Linked DNA regions of Pan troglodytes: region 1 is linked to region 2. Evidence: chromatin contacts called from public Hi-C data. All regions are on one chromosome and are shown on one strand. The core of a region is the stretch at or near the end of the contact, and the rest is flanking DNA. Distances in the headings are between cores, read along the strand shown.

Region 1 (4,544 bases), core at 1,634-4,133, 160 kb before region 2:
AATAGGGCATGTATAATCAGTAATGATTAATCAATAGAATTCAATATTTGGCCTGCATTATTATAAACCATATCTTCGAAGAATCTTTACTGATGTGTAATGTTGAGTGACAAGGGAAGGGTTCATGAAGGTATTTTTCAATTTGATCACAATTTGATACCAAAATAATTTTTGTCTTTTCATTGACACCCAATTTCAATGACACCCAGATTGTAATATGGGTTATCACTGAGCAGTAGGTGAACAGGTTATTTTAATTTTCTTCCTTATCTTTTTCTGTGTTTTTTACATTTTATGCAGTGGGCACATAGTATTTTACAGTCAGGAAAAAGTATACACATTTTCAAAAATGGTAAGCCAAGCATTGGAGACATGAATCACTATCGCTTTTGTATTCCTCATGGGAATGAGATTCAATAGTAAGTTACGTGTCTGGGGAAAATAGAGCTCATTTGAGTCAGAGGTTGGAAAGCTCTTATGAATACTAACCTCAGAAACCTCAAAATAGTATGTGGTAGAATAATGACATGGCACGAAAAGCCACGGATGTCAGTCTGAGTTAAGGTTAGAGTAGATACATACAACAGTCATAAGAGAAAAAAACTTACTCATCTATGATCTCCAGTTCTGGTAACCTCTAGGGTCGGTCTGTGCCTCCATATCAAACCTTTATCACAGTGCAGTGTACTGGGGCTGCTGCAACTTGGAAGCCTGGGTTCTCGTTCTGGCTGCTCTGCAAATATATTTTGTACTTAACCTTGGGCAAGTCACCAACTCTCTGAACTGAGAGTTTTCTTCCAGGGCTGGATCGTTATTCATTTTTGGAGTTTGGCATTCTGATGCACTTTCTAGCCCTGCAAGGTAAGATGTAAGTCTCCGGGGTGTCTGGCCAATGCTGAAGCAGATTGAGGCTCCTTTTGGGCCAACCCTTGGATCAGAGGTGTCCGAAGTCATCTTGGTTCAGTCGTTTTTTAATAATAAGTTACCGTGACATAAGTTATTGGAAAGGACTACAGTTGAGGGTAAGAAAGGCAGTTTGATTCTCTTGTGGAGGTTATAAAATGAAAGCAGAGATCTGTCCCTGAATATGAGGAAACCTCGTATATAGTTTAACAATGTATTTTTTTCTTACATAAAAATCTAAGTTTGAAATTACCATCAGACTAAATTTCATCCCATCTGTGGTAGAGATGGTTTTAAAATTGAGACTTTAGAGGCAGCAGATCTTTATCCTGTACACCTGATACATAAGAAAAGCCCAGTTCAGAGGACTTTAGTTTTTAACCTTAAAGACAAACATATTCAGACATATATTGTATAAGGATGTATTACAAACTTTTTTTTTTTTTTTGAGACAGGGTCTTGTTCTATCACCCAGGCTGGAGTGCAGTGGCGCGGTCTCAGCTCACTGCAACCTCCGCCTCCAGAGGCTCAAGCAGTCCTCCTGCCTCAGCCTCCCAAGTAGCTAGGACTACAGGTACATGCCACCATGCCCAGCTAATTTTTGTGTTTTTTGTAGAGACGAGGTTTTCCCATGTTGCCCAGGCTGGTCTTGAACTCCTGGGCTCAAGCAATCTGCCCTCCTCAGCCTCCCAAAGTGCTGGGATTATAGGCAAGAGCCACAGGACCTGTCCTACAAACTTCTTTTACCTTAACCATGGTATAGAAAATACAGGCTGATCCATGCATACATCTAAAATTGAAACAAAAGTTTAACAAAACAATGCCTATCCTTATTATCTGCAATGCATTATGACATTTTCTAGTCTGTTTTATTCTATACTATTAAAAAACACTGGCTTTGACCATTTCATGCTACAGTAAAGTATTGCAGCCTTCATTTGAAGAACACTGGTATAGAGGTTTTTGAAGAGGTGCGCATAAGGGAGAGAAAAACAACTGCATGTCCTGACAACTATTAAGTATCACTCATAAATTTATTTTCAGCAACGTGGGAAAGGAAAATATATCCTTTCTTTATTAAGTTAATTGTGACAGAAACTGGGACAAAAATAACGTGGGAGGAACATGTTAAAAGAGGAGATTTACACATATCCAATGTTTTCCAGCAAGAAGAATGCATCTGAAAGAGGTAAAACTGTGATTATCGAAGCAATCCTATTACACCTATGCAGATGAATGAAATCACCAACTTTAGGCAACATGAAAAAATAAAAGGGCCAAGATCAAAGTGGACCTGGTTTTATTTCTAGCGTCCATCTTGGATTTGTCTTTTTTTTTCTGAATCCCCATCTCAGGGTATGAGTCGTTATGAATCAAAGGATCACCGCCCAATAAAACCATTCTAGACAGAAACCTTTTGGGGTTGGGGGTGCACCATTCTCCTCTTCTACAGCTTCCAGACCACTCATTGCCCATGGATACCCACCAGCCTCCCACGTTCACACGACTCCATCTGCTTTTTCTGGTGTCTGTGTCTTCTGGAGCATTGACCAGGCCAGTGTAGGGTACCATTCCCTGCACCCAGAGTTTCACTCCCACCTCAAACTCTTTTACCTCCTGGGGTACATGTCCACGCTTTACTCCTCTCCTGCCCTCCAGCTTCTTTCTTTCTTTCCTCCCATTTCTCCTCTCTTCCCCTCCCTTTTGCCTTTGCTCTGCAGAGACACTGGTGCCGTGACACACATCTGAGCATGGCTGGTGGGGCTGACCAGTGGTCACCAGTGCAGGATTTAAGTGGTTGGAGCTTAATAGTAGCTACAAGTCTTTAATTTCTTCAGCAGGTTTTTAATGGCCTTTGATGCACGTTAGAAAAGACATGGAAAGTCCTGAATTCAGAGCCTTCGTGCTGGGTATTGTATAGTCAGACCAGCCCTGTCTCTGGACTGAATGGGTCTCTTGAAATCATAAATGCATTGCTTAGGGATCAGTAGCCTCGGAGTGACCTTTCTCACTCATGGCTTTCCTGAGGCTCAGAAAGGCCAGGCCTTGTCCTGGGTGAGCCAGCCTCTCAGTACCCTGATGGCATGACTCAGAAAGCTGGACAATGCCCTAGAATGACTTTCTCCATTAAGCCCAAGAAATATTGCATAGAATCAGTCTGTCTGGAAATTCCTTGTATGGAGAGGTTCTGAGACGATTGTATGTTTGGTTTGCAAGAGGATCATGGTTTAAAAAAAGAAAAAAAAGCCTAAGGCAGTGATATCATATTACTTACAGGCTTGGTTAAAAAAGATAGAGAAAATACTCCTTCAAACGTTTCCACCCTAATTCTGGATTACACTGGGGACGACAGCAAATCCCATTCCACTGGTTCTGGCTGATCTTCCCTGCATCTTGGAGCAAGGAACTCTCACTGTCTGCCTGTTTCTCCCAGCACAGCACTGCAGAGAGGCCCAGAGGCTATAAAGCCCTGCCACGTGTTTCTCCAAATGGGTGGTTTTTATTATTTCTGGAACGCAGTCCCCAGCCCCAAATCCTAATATGCTGACAAGGCAAAAGCAAAAGCGACCTGTGGAACCCCACCCAGTGACAGTTTGGTGTCCCTCCCCATCTGGGCTTGGTGCCCACCCTGTGACCCTCACTCTTCCTACTTCCCCCAAGGTGGCTGGGAGTGGAAGGCGAATTGGAGCTCATTCAAAGCCAGAGTGGAAGGGAGTGATTTAAGATCTTCCTGTGAGATGGAGTCCTGGGCGGTCGCTTATTGTGCAGACTGGATTGTGCTATGGGATCTGCTCTGCCTGTGGAGGGGGACTGTGTTTCTACATCCACCTCATTTCATCAGGCAAGGAGGAGGGGCAGGCAGTCTGCAAAATTCCGCTATGTGGTTTAACACAGTGAAGACCTGAAACCTCCTTGATCATCAGGAAAGAGATGGGGAAACTGTACCTAGGCGTTTCTAAGCCAGGAGACCGGAGCTCACTGAGGAATAATTATGTGGAAACAAATGTAAAGTTAAACCTTAAAAAGACAATTTAAAATATATTTACATAAAGTTATATACTTCTCATTTTAAAAGATGATTTAAGGAGATTTGGGCCTAAGTAAGGAGACATGAAATAAAAGAAAAAAGGGATTTTTTTTTCAGCAAAAAAAGTGCTCCCCAAGTAGAACAAGAAAAATTCTCCAGCATAAGTTTCAATTAAAAAAAAAAAAAAGTAAATTGACTCTAGCACATGGTATGGGGCTAAATAATAGAGTGGAGCAGAACTGTTATGGGTCATTTTTATATGGGCCGTAGTCCGTAAACATTTTCGACTGTGTTTTTTATTCTATTTCTTAGTAGATGAGGGGTGGCATTGAGGCATAGAGTTTTTAAGTGATTTGAAGTCAAGATATAATCATTCTTGGCCCAGCTTCATAGTTCATTCTCCAAAAATAAGATTTTCTAGTTGTTGTGTGAAATCCATAGTGAAAAGTCTGATTGCATAGGTGTCCATATGCTGGAGTTCTAATCATAGATTCTTCTGTTGTGTTCTCTTGTGTGTGTGTGAGTGTGTGCGTGAGTGTGTGCAGTTGCTATAGAAAGACAAATACCAACTAAGTGTAGAAACATCTTTGCACGTATCATAGAGAAGCTGTAT
Region 2 (3,998 bases), core at 789-3,288:
CAGGATCTCCTCTTCTTGACTTCTAAACATTGGAGTGCCTCTAGGACTCAGTAGTAGACTGCAGACTTCCCTTCTCCATCTATGCTCGGTCCCTAGGTGATCTCATTCTCTGCCACGCCTTTAACCATCACCTACAGATGGTTGGCTCCACATGTACATACCTACCCTGACTTCTCCCTTTAACTCCAGACTTGCATTTCCAATTACATAGGTGATATTTCCATTTGGGTGTCTAATAGGTATCTAAACATCACATGTTCTCTTATTTCCTCAACCTTCCACTTTCAATATGCTTTTCCTATCTCAGTAAATGACCACCACATTGGCTGGTTTACTGAGGCCAAAAATGTAGGCATCATCCTTGACCCCATTCTTTTCACACTCTATAACCAATTTGTCAATAAATCCTACAGGCTCTAGACTTGAAAAATAACTATATATTTCTCATCACCACTACTGCTAAGCCACCAGTATCTCTCATCTCCTGACCTTGTTTTAACTACTCTCCCCACCCTTATTATCTAATCTCCACCCAGCAGTCTGAGTGAGCCTTTTAAAAGATAAATCAGCCAATCAGGATAAAAACCAATAAATGCTAATCTGTGTTGCTTTTCTGTCTCTTACACTAAAAATAAAATCCATATAATTACTAATATACACATTCTCAGTCCCTAGAACAGTTCCATAAAAGGTACCTAGTAAATACCTAAAGAAATGAATCAAAGGAAGAAAAGGAAGAAAGAAAAAAGCAATTGGGTTTCCAAGGTTTGTTTACTCCCTGGTGGAAGAAATTGGTATCAAGTAATAAGGACACACCAGAAATGATCAAGTAGTAAGTATTTGTTGAAAACCTATTGTTGTGCATTTAACCATTTTTTCCTCTCTTTTTTCCCTGAGGGATTGATCTCAATGACTCAGTACCTACTGGGGGAAAACAACTTTAGAACTTTAGAACTTGATACGATATGAAAGCAATTAGCTTTTCTTATGACTATCTTAAAGGGATTGAAGCCAAGTGATTAAAGCAAAATAAAAACAAAAAAGTCCTTAAACCCCCTTCACACTAAGGCAACTTAATAGCATTAAATCTACTTGCTTACAGATGTTAAATGTCTCTCTCATAATAGCAAATCTTTTGATCATTTCATAATGAAAGCTTCTGTGTTTAGATGAGAGGCAATATGAGAAATTACCTCCCTCTACCTGAAATTTACAATTTAACTTAAAATAGCAAGATCAGGATCTATGGCCTAATTAAAATGAAAAACCCATCATTTCTTTGTGGGTTTCACATCATGCACAATGTATAACCAAACTCTGGAATGAGGTGGCTTCACTGATCACCTCTGTAGTGTGGTAACTCAAGATTGCATGTGAATCCTTCGCACCAAGGCATCTTTAGTCAAGTGAAATTGGCTGGAGCCTCAGAAAAGGTAACAGCTGCAGAGCCAGCATCTAATGAATAACATTTGCATTTTCCAAGTCAGAGAAAGGTTTGCTGCTAAATATATTATGTGGCCAATCACCTCACAGTATAGCACTGCCATGATGAATGAGGCAGAAAACTGCACAGAGCAGGGACGGCCAGGAAAGCTGGGACAGCTGCGGCGTGCAGAGGGCCAGCGCCACAGGCTTCTGGACTGTGGGCTTCCACAGTCAAAATCCCACCTCATGTTTCAGTGAGGGGCCAGCAGATGCCCAGGTTTTGTTCAAAGAGATGTGCCAAAGAAGATACTTTTTTGCTTGCTATTCAGCTCCTCAGGAATACATACTGTGGCAGATGGTTGTGGACAACAGACTATATGGGAAAATGGATCTGAAATTTGAATTCTTCATTTAACAAAACTTGAAGCTAGACAGACAATGTGGAAGTATGTCCAGAAAATAAAATGTATACTAAAAATGCCCTTCCCATTTGAAGAAAGCAATACTATTAACGATCTCAGAATATAGAAGATTGTATTGAGAACCCTGCACTATTCCCAGTAAGAGTGCAATGGCCCACAAGCCTGGGTGAGGATTCAGATTGCCTGAGGGGCTTTAAAACTTCAGATTCCTAGGATTCTTTTCACCCAGAGGGAGACTCTAATTCCCTGGGTTTGAGGTAGTGCGAGAGACTTAAACAATAGCCCCAGAAGATTGTAGCCAATCAAGCACGTCAGTTATGTTTGGGAACCATGGGAGGGAACACAAAAGAAGTCTTAGATGTTGCTCCTAAGCTCAAAGAAGATACTGAATAGGAATTCCATTGCTGGAATAAAATGAATTAAATATCTTTTAAAAATTCCTCCTACTATAAAAATAAAACAAAATATCAATTTTCCCCCAAATATATGACTGAGCTTTCAAGAAGGTAGACGTAACTGTCAGAGGCCAAAGGCAAGATGGAAACATAAACTTGGAGTGTTTAGAGGAGCAGTCCCTTTGAGGGGAGCAGTCCTTTTGAGAGCACGTGATGATCTACAGTGATGGAGAGCTTTAGTTTCAGTGACTTATGGGGACAGAGGATAAAACCAATACTTGTAAGATGAGAAGCTTGTTCAGAGATCCTCAGGTAAAGCCAGGACCACCTAAGGGAACTACACCTGAAGTGAAAAGGTAAAACTTATCACTACAATAATGCACCCTAAAAAGTAAACAACCGGGACACCTGTCCCCTGAAGATTATAAACTACAAAGTCAGCCCTCATGCCTCTTTGTGGATTTAATCCACTCTTCTTTTGGGATCCAAAATATACCAAGCTGAGAATTTTGTTTAAAGAGTTGACTTTACTATATAAAATTCTAAAAATTGTGAACTATTCTATAGAGACAAAAAAGCATATCCATGGTTGCCCGGGAATTTGAGGTATAGGGCCGGAAGCGGAAGGAGAAAAGGGTTAAAGAATAGGAGAAAACTTTGGCAGGTGACACATATGCTCATTATCTTGATCGTGGAGATGACTTTATGGACATATACACCTGTACATTGGTCAAAACTGATCAAATTGTACATTTAAATATGCATAGTTTATTTTATGTGAAGAATACCTCATCAAAGCTGTAAAAAGTAAACAATGAATAAGTTAAAAAGCAGGTTAGACACAGGTGAAGTGAGAGTGAACTGAAAGGCAGATAATTACACAGAATGCTGCAAAGATAAAAATGAGAACTGTAAAAGAGCAAAGATATAGAAATATGAATAAGAATGTATGATGAGACAATGATGAGAATTTTTTAGAATTGATAAAAAATATAGGTTTCTAGATTCAGGATATGTATACAATCTCAAGTCAAAAAAGTAAAATTATTATTTCAAAAACGATGAATGAGAGGATCTCAAAAGTGGCCAGAAAGAAAAGAGAAATTACAAAGAAAGAAACAACTATACTAACAGGTGTTTTCTCAATAGGAATGATAAAATCCAGAAAATAGAATAAAATGTTCAAAATGTTGCAAGTATAAACTATCAACCTAAAATTGCATATCTAGCAAGATTATCTTTAAAAAATAAGGGCAAAATACGGGTATGCTGGCATGTGCTTGTAGACCCAGCTACTCAGGAGGCTGAGGTGGGAGGATCACTTAAGCCCAGGAGTTGGAGGCCAGTGTGGGCAACACAGCAAGACCTCATCTCAACAAAAAAAAAAAAAAAAAAAAAAAAGATAAGGGCGAAATGAAGACATTTTTGGACAAACAAAAACAGAAAATGTATTAGCAACAAATACTCACTAAAGGAAATTTTTAGAACTCAATAAAATTGGTTAAATTGGGGGGGAACTGACTGTTTAAAATCATGTTATATGTGTTTTAAAGGATAAAACTTTATTATTAGACAAGAGCATATGGTTAGATGTGTGTGTGTGGACCTAAGGTGTCCTAAAGCATAGTAGAGTATGATGAGCATTACAATTTAAGCTAGATACGCATTTTAGAAGTTAAAGGGCAACAATCTCTAAAAAAGTAGAGGATATAATCTCCAGACCAGTGGAGGGGAAAAAAAATCGTAAAAAACAAAA

The links. A called contact is a pair of places that touch in the nucleus more often than the background predicts.
Region 1: a contact with region 2 is called in a Hi-C map of stem cell-derived neural progenitor cells, with 2.6 times the contacts expected there. The contact joins two enhancer-like sites. A contact is called at or near these places in 2 of 7 Hi-C or Micro-C datasets (blood and stem cell-derived neural progenitor cells) and 1 of 1 datasets of contacts at active chromatin or transcription factors (stem cell-derived excitatory neurons).

What each region holds. Positions count from the first base shown.
Region 1 is chr4:43,907,125-43,911,668 of NHGRI_mPanTro3-v2.0_pri, reverse strand. The region is part of intron 2 of MAP1B (microtubule associated protein 1B); the gene reads left to right. Among named protein-coding and RNA genes, the nearest start is that of MAP1B, 34 kb to the left of the region's middle. Within about 2 kb of position 2,883, at least 6 of the 24 cell types and tissues checked have an H3K27ac peak or open chromatin away from gene starts, as enhancers often do. A contact at or near this core is called in stem cell-derived neural progenitor cells, where this site is marked.
Region 2 is chr4:43,746,266-43,750,263 of NHGRI_mPanTro3-v2.0_pri, reverse strand. The region is part of intron 2 of MRPS27 (mitochondrial ribosomal protein S27); the gene reads right to left. Among named protein-coding and RNA genes, the nearest start is that of PTCD2, 18 kb to the right of the region's middle. Within about 2 kb of position 2,038, at least 8 of the 24 cell types and tissues checked have an H3K27ac peak or open chromatin away from gene starts, as enhancers often do. A contact at or near this core is called in stem cell-derived neural progenitor cells, where this site is marked.